Linked DNA regions of Mus musculus: region 1 is linked to region 2. The links are chromatin contacts, called in public HiChIP or PLAC-seq maps. All regions are on one chromosome and are shown on one strand. Each heading gives the region's core, a stretch centred on a gene start, on an enhancer-like site or on the middle of the called end of the contact. The rest is flanking DNA. Distances are from core to core; before and after follow the strand shown.

What was found. HiChIP or PLAC-seq counts read pairs in DNA pulled down with a chosen protein or histone mark.
Region 1: an H3K4me3 HiChIP or PLAC-seq map of intestinal villus epithelium shows a contact between it and region 2, with 5 read pairs. The contact joins the enhancer-like site here to the promoter of Ccdc93 in region 2. A contact is called at or near these places in 4 of 39 promoter capture datasets (the C10 cell line, the HPC-7 cell line, hematopoietic stem and progenitor cells and 1 more), 1 of 484 Hi-C or Micro-C datasets (LSK cells) and 2 of 115 datasets of contacts at active chromatin or transcription factors (bone marrow-derived macrophages and intestinal villus epithelium).

The regions. Positions count from the first base shown.
Region 1 is chr1:121,580,001-121,582,702 of GRCm38.p6, reverse strand. No RefSeq gene overlaps it. Among named protein-coding and RNA genes, the nearest start is that of Ddx18, 13 kb to the right of the region's middle. Within about 2 kb of position 1,357, at least 7 of the 459 cell types and tissues checked have an H3K27ac peak or open chromatin away from gene starts, as enhancers often do. A contact at or near this core is called in intestinal villus epithelium, where this site is marked.
Region 2 is chr1:121,429,774-121,432,473 of GRCm38.p6, reverse strand. Ccdc93 (coiled-coil domain containing 93) reads right to left here and starts at 1,407. Exons shown (of 24, transcript NM_001025156.2): 1 at 1,217-1,407. The coding sequence starts at 1,258. Gm35243 (a long non-coding RNA gene) reads left to right here and starts at 1,406. Exons shown (of 2, transcript XR_387343.4): 1 at 1,406-1,527; 2 at 2,245-2,700.

The sequences.
Region 1 (2,702 bases), core at 108-2,607, 150 kb before region 2:
CAGAATCCAAATAGGTCCACTAAACAGTTGTGTTTCTTTCTTGGTGGTGGGAAGGGCTGGGTGCAATAACTTATCCTTCACCTTAGAAGGAATATCTCTACATGCCCCATACCACAGGACTCCTAAGAATTTCACTGAGGTAGACAGTCTGTGAATTTTGGTTGGATTTATTTCCCATCCTCTGATTTGAATATGTGTTACCAATGAGTCCAAAGTGGTCGCTATCTCCTGCTCACTTGGTCCAATCATCATAGCGTCATCAATATAGTACACCAATGTTATGTTTTGTGGAAAAGACAATCAAGATCCTTTCTAACTAATGACACAGAGCAGGAAATTTAATATATCCTTGCAGAAAAACTGTAAATGTATATTGCTGGCTTTGCCAACTGGAAAGCAAATTGCTTCTAGTGGTCCTTATGGACATGTACTGAGAAAAAGGTATTTGCTAGATAAATAGCTGCATACCATGTACTGAGAGTTGTGTTCATCTGCTCCAATTAAGGACAACACATCTGATACAGCAGCTGCAATCAGTCACTGCCTAATGAGTTTTTATAGTCAACTGTCAATCGCCATGATCAGTCTGTCTTCTGCACTGGCCAGAAAGGAGTCCTTGATGGTGGCACTAATTTCTGCAATTCCTCCAAAGATGTGAAACTGGTTTTGATTCACTATTTTCCCTGGCAAAGGAATATCTACAGGCTTTCATTTAGCCATTCCAACCATAATAGCCTTTACTCCACAGGTCAGGGATCCAAAGTGAAAATTCTGCTAACTTCTATGTATATCTATCCCAATTATTCATTCTGGAACTGGAGAAATAACCACATGATGAATTCAGGGTCCTACTGGGCCTACTGTGAATTAGACTTCAGCCAAAACTCCACTAATCACCTGACTTCAAAGCCCGTACTTTACGTGAGGGCCACAGTGTTTCTTGAGAACATCCCAGAATCTGTGTCAGTTCAGAAGCAGAATTCAATTTGACCCCAGAAAAGTCTGATTATTTCCTTTCCCCCAGTTATCTTTGTACAAGGGCGTAGTTCCCTCTGGAGAAGGATGGAGAAAGGCTAGCAAGAAAACTTTTAGGTGTCTTATCAGGGTCCTTCTTCAGGGAACCCTAAACACTCCTTTATTGAAGAGGTTCTGGACCTGCAAACTGGCTCAACTAGGAAAATTGATTCATGGTCTGAGATTGCCTTTCGCCATGATCCAATATAATCTTGCATTCATTTGTTTAAGAATTTTTTCACTTGTACAGACCAAACAGAAATGCCATAGGCTTCTTATCTACTTTATGCCTGGAAACACCATTATTCATTAACTAGAATCAAAGGTCTACACGAGTCATGCCATTATAAAATGTACTTTGCCTCAGCTTACCATTACAGGCTAGGTCATTATAAACATTGCTTTGTCTATGTTGCCCATTATCATATTTATGATCACTTTGCCTCTGTGGATTGTCCCCTGCTACCTCAGGGGCCCAGTTAAATGCATTGCATTTAATGTGTCCAGTAGAGCAACAGCAGCAGCTCTAACCCTAAGGTCTGGCTCCAGGAAAGGGGTGGTAACAAAGCACCACTCTGCTGGTGCCCCTTCCACTGTTTTGTTTCTTATAGGATTAGTGAAGGGCACATCTTCTGAACCTTACTATTGTAAAGGTTTAGGTTTTACACGGCATGTCCACTCTAGCAGTGTAACGTCCCTGAACCTTAAAATTCTCTCATCAACTCTAAGCCAAGGGATATTAGGCATCTCCAACTCCTTCCCTCTAGCCAACCATTCAAACAACCTTTTGACATCTTTTTTAACTGAGAGAGAACAAATCCCCATCCTAAGTTATAGGATTCCATTTTTTACCAGTTAATACCCTTTGTTTTAACTGCTGACACCCTCTGAGACTGGGACTGGAATTTTCATTGTAATCCAGTCAACCTTATAATGAGGGCTTTGGTTTGACTTTCTACAACTCCATGGTTGCTGCCGAGAAGACTCTCTTCCAGGGCTTTAGAAACCTTTAGACTGTTTATGCACATCTGGAGCCAGTCAATTTTTTCACTAAGTTCTTTGTTGTCCTTCCCTATATTCTGAGATGCTAGGAATTGACTAACTTTATCATTACCTCATTCCTATCCTTTATCAGTTAACCCAGAGCTACTAAGAGCAACCAACCAGCAGCACCATTTTCCTTATTTCCCCCCAAACTGTCAAAAGTTCCATATACAGGGTCACCAAATCCATTACCACTTACAATTAACAAATCAGGATAATTGAATGCATTCATCTTCTTAATTTGGTAATATAGATCACACCATGGGTTCTCACTATTCTACTGGCTCCCAAGAGAAGGAGTGACTGGATAGGCATCAGGAGCTATAGGTGTTGCCTAATTGAGAAATCTATTCCAGATACTTAAAAGATTCATCCTTATACTTATGTTGTTTGAGAACCACTTCTGATACCAAAATCTGTTTCTGCCAGAATCCCAAAGAAGTAGGCTCTAATGCCAGCGAAGAAATGTACTTGCTAGAAAGATAAGGGCAAGCAGATAAAAAGGCTGCTTTCTTCCATGTTCTTATATAGCAGTGTTTCTCAACCTGTGGGTCATGGCCTTTTTAGGAGTCAAAGGACCCTTTTATCAGGGGTCACCAAAGACCATTGGGAAACAGATATTTACATTACAGTTCGTAGCAGTC
Region 2 (2,700 bases), core at 158-2,657:
TACAGAGAGAGACAGACAGAGAGAGAGAGACAGACAGACAGAGATTTTTACATGGCAAAGAAAATCTGAACTATTACAACCCAGACCCCATGAAACTTTACCTAACCCAGGGCCACACATACCCACCCTTCATCACCTGGACACAGAACACTTCGACTCTGTAATGAGTAGGATGAAGATGTAACAGAAGGATTTGTGAGGGGCACGGGGAAGCAAGATCGGCGCAGCTGAATAAGAACGGGCACTAGGCACAGTGTCAAATAGGCACACCACACCTCTGCCAAAGCCTGCCTTCCAGCCTTAGAAAGAGATCCAGGTGCCTTAGAGGTGTTCCCTAATTCTCTCTGGAAACTGGGACTCTTCTCTAAGCTCAGAGCTTTGAGTAAAGCAACTAGGAGGACAACTGGAAATCCCACAGCCAAGCTCTAACGGTAGCCCACCGTTAGAGAGTGGTTGCACTTTTCTTCCCAGCCTACGTGGTAGTCCTGTTCATAGGATCGAATGAGTACTGGCTGAGTACTCGACTAAACCATTTCTGAAAAGGTCCTCCCTCCTTAGAACACGCAGCATGTTCCTGTCCCGACACAGGCACCACAGGAGAGAGTGTCCTCAACTCTGTCATCACCCTGATGTGCGCAGAGCTTCCAAACTTCCTTCACCCTCCCCGGCCCGTGGGACGGGGGGAGGGGCAGGAGGCTACAAGCCGGGTAGGTAGCGTGCCTTCCTGACAAAAGGGAATGAAAGGCTGGCCACATGGGTCCCGCAGAAGGTGTGTGTCCCAAGGTCACCGCCCCCTGCACACCGGGAGCAGGACAGTCCCACCGCTCATCTCGTGACTGCTGAGACTCCTAAGCGCAGCAGCCTTGGCCCGGGGGAAGCCAGTCTCGCAATGTGAGGGGCCTCCAGACAACCCGAGATAGGAATTCCCGGGGACCTCGTGATGTGTGAGGTTGCATCTGGGCCGGGATCTGGATGTTTCCTCTGTCCCCAGAGGACCCAGGAACCCTTAAGTTTGCACCCAGCGACACGATGCACCCTGGCACGCCGGGGGACCAGTCAGCTGCCCCTCCAGGGTACCTAGGGCCCGCCTTGGGACAGACACACCTGAGCAACCATAGACAGTGTCCCCGCCACCCCAGGCTGGTCCCTGCCCGCCGCCCTGGGCTCGGCCCTCTCTCCCCAGCAACCCCAGGGTGTCAGGGACAGAGGTCCTCACCTCCGGGAGTCCCTGGCCCTCTGGCCCCTTGGGTAACCCCATGATCCAGATGCGCTGATGTGGAGCCGGAGAGAGCGGGCCCTACAACCGAACTGTGATCCGGGTGGGGTGCAAAGCGGAAACTTCCTTCACAGGAGCTGACACTACCACAGCAGGTCGGAGAACCGTGGCCCCGCGGAGCATGCGCACTAGTGCTGAAGCGAGGAACCACTGCGCCTGCGCAAGGACAGCCAGCACTGCTGGGCGGGGCTGGATCCCGAGTAACCGATCCTCCCCTCAGAGGAGGTGCTGAACTCAAGATTCCTCCTAAGGTACTTTTTCTTTCTTTTAAAAATGTTTCTCTTTCTTTTTCTTTTTTCTTTTCCTACTTTTTCCTTTCTTTCCTAAGTTTTCTTAAAATGCTTTCTTATTGTTCCTCTTTTTTTCTTTTTTTTTTGTTCCTTGAGACAGTGTCTTAGCCAGCCTGGCTTAGCACTTCCTAAGGATGACTTTGTTCCCCTATAGTTTATAGGAATGCGCCACCATGATCAGTTCCTTTTTTTTTTTTTTTTTTTTTTTTTCGTTTACAAAGTAGCACGTTTCCTTATGGCATTTTCATATATCCTTAGTTTTACTTGAACACCCACCCTCTTTTCTCTACCATCTCCTTGCCGGTCCCTTCCCTTCTTAAATCCTTCTACCTCTAGTATTTCTCCCTTCAACTGTTATATCACCAGAGTTCTTTTAACTATTCCCACTTTCTAGTTTCTTGGCCTTCACGGAGCTTCTTAAAAGCTATTTCCCTGTGTCGTGAGGATCTCTTGCCTTCTGGCTCCCTTTCCTTTCCCTGGGTATCAGATTCTGAGTTTGGTTCTTTCCAAGCCTGGCTTGGACAGCTCCCAGCTCCTGAGTCAGTCCCAGCTAAGACCCAGTTCCAGCCATGTTTAACACACTCTTGTGCCAGCTATTAACATGTGGACCTGGGGACAGAGAACTCAAAAAGAGATCATTACATTTGTTCCTTCCTAGTCTCTGCATTTTATTTCCAGGAAAATTTTGTTTTGGAAAATAATCCTCACCCATCTCATCCTGACACCCTGCATCTTTCTGGGGACATGTTTTGTAAAATGCAGAGTCCGGTGATCACATACGATTAGCTGCTGTACCACTTATGCAATGTGCCCCTTGTCTGTCCCAGAGGATGGCAGCTATACAAAAGGGTTGTCTTTTTCCTGCCAGCCCAGCACCTGCTGCAGAACAGCTTACCAGCCTATTTTCATTTTGTAAGAGATGGAGGCAGAAGTGACATGAAGTCTTCTGCTGTAGGAGAGATCTTTACTGAAGGACGGGTGGAAAACTGGAAAAACATATGCTTCTTGCCATTAAAGAGGTTTTGTGTTTGCTTCCTTTCTTCCTCTTAATATCTCTGATAACTTTTGATTGTTTTTTCTTAGATTTATTATTTTATTTTAGGTGTATGACTGTTGTGCCTGTATGTATGCCTA